Linked DNA regions of Mus musculus: region 1 is linked to region 2. Evidence: chromatin contacts called from public promoter capture Hi-C data. All regions are on one chromosome and are shown on one strand. The core of a region is the stretch at or near the end of the contact, and the rest is flanking DNA. Distances in the headings are between cores, read along the strand shown. Region 1 holds the start of Rplp2 (ribosomal protein, large P2). Region 2 holds the start of Rnh1 (ribonuclease/angiogenin inhibitor 1).

Evidence for each region. Capture Hi-C pulls out chosen DNA fragments and counts their contacts.
Region 1: a contact with region 2 is called in a promoter capture Hi-C map of liver. The contact joins the promoter of Rplp2 here to the promoter of Rnh1 in region 2. A contact is called at or near these places in 6 of 39 promoter capture datasets (the C10 cell line, the HPC-7 cell line, cranial neural crest and 3 more), 1 of 484 Hi-C or Micro-C datasets (muscle stem cells), 3 of 115 datasets of contacts at active chromatin or transcription factors (the 230-238 cell line, bone marrow-derived macrophages and pancreatic cancer cells) and 3 of 9 other capture datasets (adipose tissue, liver and pancreatic islet).

What each region holds. Positions count from the first base shown.
Region 1 is chr7:141,446,001-141,451,557 of GRCm38.p6, reverse strand. Rplp2 (ribosomal protein, large P2) reads right to left here and starts at 3,907. Exons shown (of 5, transcript NM_026020.7): 1 at 3,851-3,907; 2 at 3,527-3,650; 3 at 2,784-2,832; 4 at 456-554; 5 at 199-326. The coding sequence starts at 3,649. The coding sequence ends at 250. It overlaps Snora52 (small nucleolar RNA, H/ACA box 52), which reads right to left and starts at 2,755; the gene lies at 2,622-2,755. It also overlaps a transcript of Pidd1 not described here.
Region 2 is chr7:141,167,574-141,173,001 of GRCm38.p6, reverse strand. It overlaps Rnh1 (ribonuclease/angiogenin inhibitor 1), which reads left to right and starts at 4,066. Exons shown (of 10, transcript NM_145135.3): 1 at 4,066-4,326.

The DNA of each region.
Region 1 (5,557 bases), core at 2,658-5,157, 280 kb before region 2:
TCACTCATATTTCCCATAACTTGTTTTCCCAGAATATTTAACAAAAGCTGCAAGGAAACACCACACAGGGCCTGACAGTTGTCTAAAGCCAAGGCCCTACTAAGTAAAGGGGCCTAAGGATCCTCTTTCCCCCACTGACCCAACTCTGGGTGGAGCCTAGGCTGAAGACACAGCATGTCGCATGTTGACAAAATGTTTAAAGGCCACTCAAGATACATAAAAAGACTTTATTTGCAGGGGAGCAGGAATTTAATCAAACAAGCCAAATCCCATGTCGTCATCCGACTCCTCGGACTCCTCCTTCTTCTCATCTTTCTTCTCCTCTGCTGTGGGGGAACACCATAGTAAGCACTGCCCCAAGAATTCATCTAGGTTGTCCCAGGAGCCCCAAGCAACAATAAACCTTGAGTACCAACCCCCTTTACCACCCACTCACTCATCAGACCTCCATTTACCTGCAGCGGGGGCAGAACCAGCAGCAGGTGCTGCAGAGCCAGGGGCAGCAGAAACAGCCACAGCCCCACCAGCAGGCACACTGGCCAGCTTGCCAACACCTACACAAAATAGAAAGAACATGAGACCAGAACCCAGACCCTGTGAGGGAAGTTATCACACCAGCAGGACGACTGCTCACTTAAAACCACTGCCACCTGCTTTCACTCCAAACACAAAGCAGCTTTGCATACATCTAGGAACATCTAATACCATTGAAGACTTCTTTCCCCACATTCTGATACACTAAAGAAAAGAAACTGGAATTAGCACCACTCTGACCTCCACCTTAAGAACAAGATGTGCTGGGCGTGGTGGCACACGCCTTTGATCCCAGCACTTGGGAGGCAGAGGCAGGCGGATCTCTTGAGTTCGAGGCCAGCCTGGTCTACAGAGTTTCAGGACAGCCAAGGCTACTCAGAGAAACCCAGTCTCAAAGAAAAAAGAAAAAAAAAAAAAAAAAACAAGATGGACAAGCTAGGCATGTCTTTAGTCCCAGTAGGGGATCCGAGTTCAATGCCAGCATGGGCTAAACAGAGACACCTTGTCTTTACTGCTGTCTCAAAAACTTTAAAAATCACAGGAACAAAATAAGCTGGGAGGTGGTGAGACACATCTATAACCCAGCACTTAGAAGGAAGAGGCGGGTAGATTATGAGTTTGAGGCCAACCTGACCTGACCTTATACAATGAGTTCCAGGACAGCCAGGGCTATTCAGATAAACCCTGCCCCCAAGTACATTTTAAAACAAGTTCTGGACACTACCCCTTTTTGGGATTGGGAACAAAACACCCATGGAAGGAGTTACAGAGACAAAGTTTGGAGCTGAGACAAAAGGATGGACCATCTAGAGACTGCCACACCGGGGATCCATCCCATAATCAGCCTCCTAATGCTGACACCACTGCATACACCAGCAAGATTTTGCTGAAAGGACCCTGATATAGTTGTTTCTTGTGAGGCTATGCTGGTGCCTGGCAAACACATAAGTGGATGCTCACAGTCAGCTATTGGATGGAACACAGAGCCCCCAATGGAGGAGCTAGAGAAAATACCTAAAGAGCTAAAGGGGTCTGCAACCCTATAGGTGGAACAACAATATGAACTAACAAGTACCCCCCAGAGCTTGTGTCTCTAGCTGCATATGTAGCAGAAGATGGCCTAGTAGGCCATCATTGGGAAGAGAGGCCCCTTAGTCTTGCAAACTTTATATGCCTCAGTACAGGGGAATGCCAGGGCCAAAAAGTAGGAGTGTGTGTGTCTGTGTGTGTGGTTTATGGGGGACTTTTGGGAAAGTATTTGATATGTAAATGAGGAAAATACCTAATTAAAAAAAAAAAGTTCAAGCCAGGCGTGGTGGCAAATGCCTTTAATCCCAGCACTCAGGACAGAGGCAGAGGCAGGCGGATTTCTGAGTTCAATGCCAGCCTGGTCTACAAAGTGAGTTCCAGGACAGCCAGGGCTATAAGGAGAAACCACAAAAACAAACAAACAAACACACACAAGCTCAGCTTGGTGGTGCACACTTTTAATTTCAGCAGCCAGGAGGCAGAAGCCTGTGAATTTAAGGCCATCATGGTCTACAAAGTGGGTTTACAGGCCACATGGGTTCTTACTTTTAGTTATTTAGAAATCTTAAAATTGAACAAACAGCCGAGCGTGGTGGCGTACGCCCTTGATACCAGCACTCGGGAGGCAGAGAAACCCTGTCTCAAAAAAACAAAAACAACAAGGCAAAAAAAAATAAATAAAAATTGAACAATCATTTTACCATGAGGGTGCCCCAGGCTGATTGCAAATAAGTACTAGTCCGGTGGTGCCAGAAATCTGTATGCCTTAGTTAAGAAGGAACCTGTGGCAGGGCTTGGTGGCACACACCTTTAATCCCAGCACTAGGGAGGCAGAGGCAGGGAGATTTGAGTTCAAGGCCAGCCTGGTCAGTTCCAGGACAGCCAGCTACACAGAGAAATCCTGTCTCAAAAAACCGAGAGAGAAAGAAAGAGAAAAGAAGAAAGGAAGGAAAGAGAGAGAACACCAATTTTTAGCATCCCCAGTCCCTCCTCAAAGGAAAGGTTTTCACACATCCTCGTAGAAACCATAAAGTGACCCCATTGCCAGTTTCTGAGGGTGTTCTGAAGCGCTGCAGGCACAAGCCTAAAATGAAAAGGCCTTGCACAACTCTGGCAGTGTTTCTAGGATGCTCTGGTCCACAAGCGAAGCCTGGCAGATCACTGGCTGACCAGCAGGTATTAGGATGGACCACAAACAGGCCAACTTCCCAGGAACTCACCCTGAGCGATGACATCCTCAATGTTCTTTCCATTCAGCTCACTGATGACCTGGGGTAGACAACCACAGCTAGCAGTCAGCAATGCAAGGCACGGGGAAGGTCTCCTGAGATACTGGACCTGCTCTCAACTCCCAGGAACTACCTATGAGATAGTGCTGGGTCTTCTCAACAATGATTTTGGCAAAGGAAGTTTTAGATACTAAAATTCTACCGTTCTGTGAAGTTTAGGTTCTATGTACAACCTAGGTGGGTGGAGTGGGAACCCTTTCTAGAAGAATCTTAAGGGGCGATGAGATAGCTCCACTGCTAAAGACTTGGACTCTAACATATCCTAGAGTCCCAGCACTATAGGTCCAAGGAGACACAGATGCCTCTGTTGGCATCTACACACATACATCCTTTACTGCAAAGCTAGTTTAAAAAAAAAAAAGTTAGAAAACTGGTTTACACAGTGAGTTCCAGGTTAGCCAGAGCTACACGGTGAGGCCTTGTCTCAAAAAATAAGATCACACAACATGAGTTGTATTAAACTTCTATAAAAGCACGATTATCACGACTGACTTCTTCGATTGCACAAGGACTAAAGAGAAAACTATGACTAAGATGGGTGTAGGCCTCCTCCATCCATCCTTTTCAACAGGTTATCTACAATTTTTCTTAAAAGTAAAATCCGGACATAATAGGATAAGGACCGCCGCTGGTAGACATTTGGATCCAGCGGGTCCAAGCAAGCAGCATGCTACCTTGTTGAGCCGATCATCGTCCGCTTCGATGCCCACGCTGTCTAGTATTTTCTTGATGTCTTTGGCGCTAGGAGAGGAGTTGCCCCCGAGGGCGGCCAGCAGGTAAGAGGCGACGTAGCGCATGCTAAATGGGGCAGGGAGTGGGTACAGTGGTGAGGTTATCCGAGAGGCCTTCTGCTTCCCCCTCCATTTTAAGCAGCAAGTGAGGCCACGTGAGGCGCCAGGCCTCCGGTCACAGAATGCTGCGCCACCCTCGCCTCCCGGCCGTCATCCAACCCCGCAGTCCCCACCACTGTTCGCGGCCCAGGCGGCCAGGCTACTCACTCGGCTGCGGGGGACAGACCTCACGCGTGCGACCTCGGCGGCGTCCGGCGGCGAAAGGAAGACGCTGACGCAGTGGGCGGGGGTAAACCGCTACCCAGAAGCCCCCGGGACGCGTACGGCGGCGCACGGGGACGCCTCCCATTGACGAAAAGGGTGCACCGGAAGGAAGACATTTCCCTGTCATGTCTTCCCCACAACAAAAACGAGGGATTTTTCAAGTGCCAGGGGCCTCTGCAACATGGACGAGAGTCTCCCGAAATCCATGCGGGCACGGGCGTAGCGTTCAAACCCCTTTAACGCCTCGCGTCCCCAGCATGCTACTCGGCTCCACAGCTCCCAAAATGCAGCGCGAAGGCCCCGCCCTGGTCTTATTAAGGCGAACTACAAATCCCATGACGCTTCACTGTAAGACCTTCATACCGGAAGTGTGCTCCCTTCTAGCTTTTTCTTGTTGCACGTGGGCTGGGTGGGCGGCTATTGGTTCAAACTGTGGTGCTATGGGTCCTTCCTGTTCTTGGGCAACAGAGGTCCTAAGTTGGGCTGGGGCTGATGGCTCCCAAGTTCAGCTGGTTTGGAAAAGTTGGGCGAGCTTTCTGGGTCCTAGTGATTACGGCCATATCTAGAAACATCCTCCTTTTTTTTTTTTCTTTTGAGACAGGTTTCTCTATATACTCTTGGGTATCCTGGACCTCTATGTAGACCAGGTTGGCCAAGAACTCACGAGATCGCCTGCCTCTGCCTCCAGAGTGTTGGGATCAAAAGCTTTTTGACTGGAGAGATGGCTCAGGGGTTAATAGTTTGGACGTTGACTGCTCTTCCAGAGGTCCTGAGTTCAATTCCCAGCACCCACATGTCACAACCATCTGTGATGGGATTTGATTCCCTCTTCTGGTGTGTATCAAGACAGAACACTCATGTAAAACAAATAGGTAAATATTTAAAAGAAAAAAAGTAAACCTTTGCCTCGTTGGGAGAGGGTGTTGCATGCCTTTAATTCCAGTACTTGGGAGGGAATGGCAGGTTTAGGATAGCCAAGGCTACACAGAGAGACCCTGTTTCAAAAAAACTGTCTCTACACTAGGCTCTGGAGACCTCTCTTCCCCTTCTCACTTCCATTCCCTGAGATCCACAGGATCTGCCTCTTTAAAAAAAAAAAAAAAAAAAAAGCTGGGCGTGGTGACACACACCTTTAATCCCAGCACTCACTCTGGAGGCAGAGGCAGGCGGATTTCTGAGTCCAAGGCCAGCCTGGTCTACAAAGTGAGTTCCAGGACAGCCAGGGCTATACAGAGAAACCCTGTCTCAAACAAACAAACAAACAAACAAACAAAAAAAAAACCAAAACAAAACAAAACAAAAAAAAAAATGAGCAGTCGGTGCTCTTAAACTGCTGAGCCATCTCTCCAGCCCCAGGATCTGCCTCTTATGTGCCGGGATTAAAGGTGTGGGCAACCACACCTAGTGATTTGTTTAAAAGATGTGAATGTGTGTGTCCCACCTTGGTTTGCATGTGCACTACATTGTGTGCAGTGCCTTTGGGAGCCAGAAGAAGACATCAGTTCCCCTGGAATTGGAGGTACAGGCAGTTGTGAGATGCCCGTTACTGATGCTGGCCACTGGACCAAATTATTCTGCAAGTGCTCTTAACTGCTGAGCCATTTCTCCACACTTCTATTTTCTTTAATTTTGAGACATTGACCTATCATG
Region 2 (5,428 bases), core at 2,817-5,316:
CAAGCACCCCTAAGAGCACCACCGCTTCACAGCCGGGTGGACTCCAGGGTAGTGCTACTCCGGCTGGACTTCCGGGTAGTGACCAGGCGGGTACCAAGCTTCCCTTCAGTCATCCAAAGTACCAAAGTACCACGTGAGCCCCGCCTGCACAACAAGCCCCGCCCCCCACAGCGAGGACACGAAGGCCTCGCTACGCTTCTTCCACTTCAGTCCGGAGGTCGCTGTCGCACTCCGGGTCTCCAGGCTTCGTTCTTCCTGAGGTCAGTTTCACGTGCTATGTTAGCTCGTGGTCACTGAGATGTCCGTACCCAGCTCAGCCGGTGAAGAACTGGAGGCGAGACGGATGATCTCGGGCAGGGCAGTACTGGGGGAGGGACGAACGCCGCGGCGTCTGCGCACTTGGATGACGCCGCCGTCTCCCTGTGTACCTCCGGCTGGGGGGAAGGGTGGTGGGCCTGGTGTGTGGGTCTACGCATGCGTAATCTCTCCTAGCCCCCGAAGCAGAGTTTCTTTCCCCTGAAATAATTGGCCCTTGGCCTTCCTCTCCGAAAGCACCTCCTCGGGATTTGAGGAGTAGGTGGAGGGCCTGGATAGAGCGAGATTTTTAGTGGAGGGTCGCTCGATCGTCCAGGTCTTCGGAGAATTATGTACGCATAGCCTGAAAGGGCAGCCAGACTAACTAACCCTAGGCCTCCCAGACTCTAGGGGAAATAGAAGAGGCTCCCATGGTAGGCACGTAACTGGTACCGCACCTCGCGACAATCGCTTTGCATTGTTGACAGTCGCTTTGCATTGTTGGATATCGTAGACAGATTTCTGCAGCAATTTATGTCATTTTGGCAATGTGTAGGGAGGACCTTAGAGCGAGCTGATCCTCGTTGCAGGATAGTGGGAAATCTGAAAGTAGCCCACCATAGAGATGGTTGATTCAGTCACATAATTGTGCACAAAAGAAAGTTACATTGTATATAAATATATTTTTGCAACAATGGCTCTGTAAACTGGCCTTTGTATATGTGATGATTGTTTTTTTTCTTTTTTCTTTCTTTCTTTCTTTCTTTCTTTCTTTTTTTTTTTTTTCCGAGACAGGGTTTTTCTGTAAAGTCCTGGCTGTCCTGGAACTCACTTTGTAGACCAGGCTGGCCTCAAACTCAGAAATCCGCCTGCCTCTGCCTCCGGAGTGCTGGGATTAAAGGCGTGTGCCACCACGCCTGGCTTGTTTTTTCTTTTTAAAGACACAATTTCGCCGGGCAGTGGTGGTGCATACTTTTAATCCCAGCACTTGGTAGGGAGGCTAGCCTGGTCTACAGAGTGAGTTCCAGGACAGCGAGGGCTATACAGAGAAACCCTGTCTCGAACCACACTCCCCAAAAAAGACACAATTTCACATTGTAGCCCAGCCTAGCCTGAAACTGATTATGTAGCACTAACTGGTTTTGAACTCACCCTTATCCTTCTTGATGGAAGTGCTAGTGAGGTAAAGGTTGGGCCACTGTGGTTGTACACAGCTAAAGTAGGTTGTGCGTGGTAGCAGTGGCTTAGTGCGGAGGAGGATGAGACCAGCCTTGATTTTGTACTGGGTTCAAGGTGAACCTGGACTACATAGCAAGGCCATATCTTTTTGTTTGTTTTTGTTCTCACTATGTAACCCATGCTCACTATGTAACCCTTGAACTCACAAAGATCCACTTGCCTGGGCCTCTGGAGTAGAGTGCTAGGATTAAAGGCAGCCCATGGCCTGCTGCAAGACCACAGCTTAAAAAAAAACTGTGACAGAGCCATGGATAGATAGTGGTGCATGCCTTTAGTCCTAGCACTCAGGAGGCAGAGGCAGGTTGATCTCTTTAAGTTTGAGGCCAGTCATTGTGAGTTCCAGGACAACCAGAGCTACACAGTGAGACCCTGTCTTGAAAGAAAGAAAGAAAGAAAGAAAGAAAGAAAGAAAGAAAGAAAGAAAGAAAGAAAGAAAGAAAGGAAGAAAGGAAGGAAGAAAGAAAGAACCCAAAATAAAACAAAAAAGGAACAAAAAGCACCCCCCCCCTATTGTAACAGTTGTGAAAAAAATTTGCCAGTTTCATATCTGCTGTCTCTTCACAATTCAGGAGAGAAATTAAAAGTCAAGTGTCTGCAGGAGGAAACTTTTGGAGCCTCCAAAAGATAAACCTTTCTTTGCCCTTTCACCCAGTATCTCCGCCGCTTCCTAAGAGGATCCTCAGGACTATACTGGGGCCCACCTACCCACCCACCCACATGAGTTCTCCCATACAGCTTCCAGGAAAGTTTGTGCAAACTCAGCACCCAGGGGCCCTTGCCCCCTTCACTTCTCACCCTTCCTCACTGGGTGTGGTCTTTGTAGAAAGCTCACTTTCATGCTGGTAGAAGGAAGGCAGGTGCTTGTCTTTAGTTTGTTCTGAGGTCCTGGTATGGTGCTAGAAACTCATTGTACCTGCCAGCCACATGGCTTGCCTGAACCCAGGCTCCTAAGTTGGTAGCCCCTGCCATTTGTCTGTGGGTACTCAGTATCCATGAAAACAACTACAGCTCTCACCTTAAAAGGAATAAGAGATAGTTTATTCTGGAGTCATTGTTAGTGACCATGGCCTGAGAACACAGATTTAGGTTACTCCAGATTCTGTGTTCCCATGGAGGTAGTTTCATGACGTTTTGTAGTTTTACAGAAGAAAATAGTAGTAAACAAGGCAAGTTTAAGTACATTGAAGGGTACATCAGAGAGATTGGTACAACAAGAGGAAGGAAGCTTTTCTGTAAGTCCAAGATGCCAACTGATGACATTCTTGGCTTTTGGTTAGTGGAAGCTACTGGTCTGCTAAAGGATTCCAAAAGGATGCTGGGTGTGGTGACACTTGCCTTTCCTACCAGCAGTCAGGGGGAAGAGGAAGCCACATCTCTGTGAGTTGTAGGCCAGCCTGATCACAAGATATTAGTTGCAACACAGGTAGGCAAGGAAGAGCTGTTCTAGAGGGGTAGAACTAGCCCAGGATAAGGCAGCCTCTGGAACTGCACCAGCCCAATTTCTCCACAGCACTGAAACTCTAATCAGCCAGTCTCTGTAGATACAGCTTCTTTTCAGGAATTCTCCTTCATGGCAGCAACAAATAAAGGCTGGCTGGCCAAAGTTTTCCTTCTAATTGGGCAGGCTTTAATCTTTCCCCAAAGAACTGATCCCCAACTTCACAGGTCAGTTGTTGGTATTGGTTCCATGAGGATGGCTCTGCAGCGATGAAGATTAAGCTCTGTCTGTAGTGGCCACTGCACAGGGTTTATGAAGCTGAGTTCCAGCCTCTTTTCTTGCCTGTCTCTTTGCCTCCTTCTCTCCCTTCAGGGCTCCCTGTCCCAGGTCTTTTAGGGAACACAATTCCTGATTTCCTATGCTGGCCTGCTAGACTCTCCTTTACTTGTATTATTAAAGTTCCCGGAGGGACTCAGAACAGCATCTGGCAAATGACAAGTGTTTAACAAACACTTAGGTGGATGGATGCCAGTTCCTTGGCAAGGGTGTGTGTGGCCATTTGTGCAAGAGAGCAGGGCTCCTGAGTGACAAACTCTCAATGCTGACTTTTTCCACAGTGCTAGAATCCCAGCACTCAGGAAGCAAATCTGCATGTTCAAGGCCCTCCTGGGCTACACATCAAGACCTTATTTCAAAAATACAGAAACCAAAAGCAAATCCTATAACTTGGGAGTATGTTACAAAGTTTAAACATGGGCTGGAGGGATGGCTTAGGACACTGCTCTTCCAGAGCACCCAGGTGTAGTTCCCAACACCTGAATGGTGGCCATTCCCCAAGAATCTGATACCCTCTTCTGGCCTTCCTGGGCACGATGCACAGATATATATGCAGATGAAGCATTCATATATAAACGATATTTAAGACAAATATCAGAAATGCTTAGTGACGAAATGCTTGAGAGCCCCATGCATCAGAGGCTCTCGACATCCCAAGCCCTATCCCCAGGGAGAAAGGCTGTTCATAATGAACACTGTTCTAGCCATGAAAACCTGGTCGGCCTGTAGGAGAGATGGGTGTGTTCATACCAGAAGCTCTCATCACAGTCACACCCATTTCGTGGCAGCTGTGGATCATTTTACGTATTTTTAGTCAGGCTCAAAGAAGTGACTCAGGTTTGTCAAGTTCTGTTCCCAAAGTGCAGCCTGCATGTGGGAGGGACAGACCTAGTGGGCGGTCTCCAGTAGGCAAAGTGAAAGGCTAGTTGGGGCCAGAGAAAGAGAAGCGGCGAAAGTCTCTACGCCCCGCCCTGGGCGGAAGAAAACGGATCGTCTGGGACCTCTTGCAGCGGCACCAGGTGAGCAAGGGCCATGTTCCGGGGCGCCCGGCTGCCTTTGAGAGTTTTTTTCGGGTCCCTTCCTGGCCCTCTTAATACGTGGCAGAGCGGCTGGACCAGAAGGTTTGAGGGATCAAAAAATTGGGCGGGGGCGGGATCACGGGCCCGGCGAGTCTCTGAGGCCTGTTCCTCCCTTAGGGTGACACATTTGTGCCTCAGAGGAGCCTTGCTTGGTGCTTGAAGGCTGACCTCATAGCTCCGTCGCCAGCGACCTGTTCGCTCGCTCACTTTAAGGCCCAAAGAGGGTGTCTTCAGATCCTAGGATTAACCCAACAGCTAGGAGCAGCTAGTTAGCAATATCCAATCACATCAAAGCAGAGGCCTGAATCATGCTTCTAAGCCAGGCTGGTGGGACCTCCTGCCTGGTCCCAAGGCCAAACAGGGGGAGGAGTGTGGGAGAAGAACCAGCTGCCTGGGTTCTTTCACATCCCTTGCCCCTGACCTCAGATGATCGTCAGGACTGGCTGGCACCCTGCCTCCCATAAAGTCCAGTCCTGTGCTTTCCTCAAAGGTAGATACTCTAGGACCCTGTAGTCTGTAGTGCATAAGAGAGCAGGTGTGGGTTGCACCTGTGACTAGAAGTACTGTAGCTACCCCACCCCAGTGGCAGTGCCCTAGTGATGACTGGCTTTGGATGACACATCTGATCCAGGCAGTGCTGGTTTTACTCCCTGGCGAGTTGTGGGTGGGGCTAACTGGTTTCTCCATGCCCTGGCTATATGTCCACAGTGAGTTATCTCTGCCGTTGCCTCAGTTTTCCCTGTCACTAGCCCTTGTGTCAATATGTGTAAAGTGCTCCTGGTTAGCATTAAGGGGGTATCCTCCTAGCCCTGGGAAGGAAGGGGAAGACCCCGTTAGTAAAGCCATGTTGTGCCAGGCACTGTAACTTCACACAGAGCTGTTTGCCAGTTTCGGTAACTGTTATAGAGAGCAGCTGAAGTGACTTCTGTTTCTCTTAAACAGAACCTAGTACCGCTCTCCCTTCAGTGCTAGGAGCACAGCACTGATCTCTTCTTTCAAGCCTTCCAGGATACCCACATGCTGTCCAGGCTAGCTTGCTTGA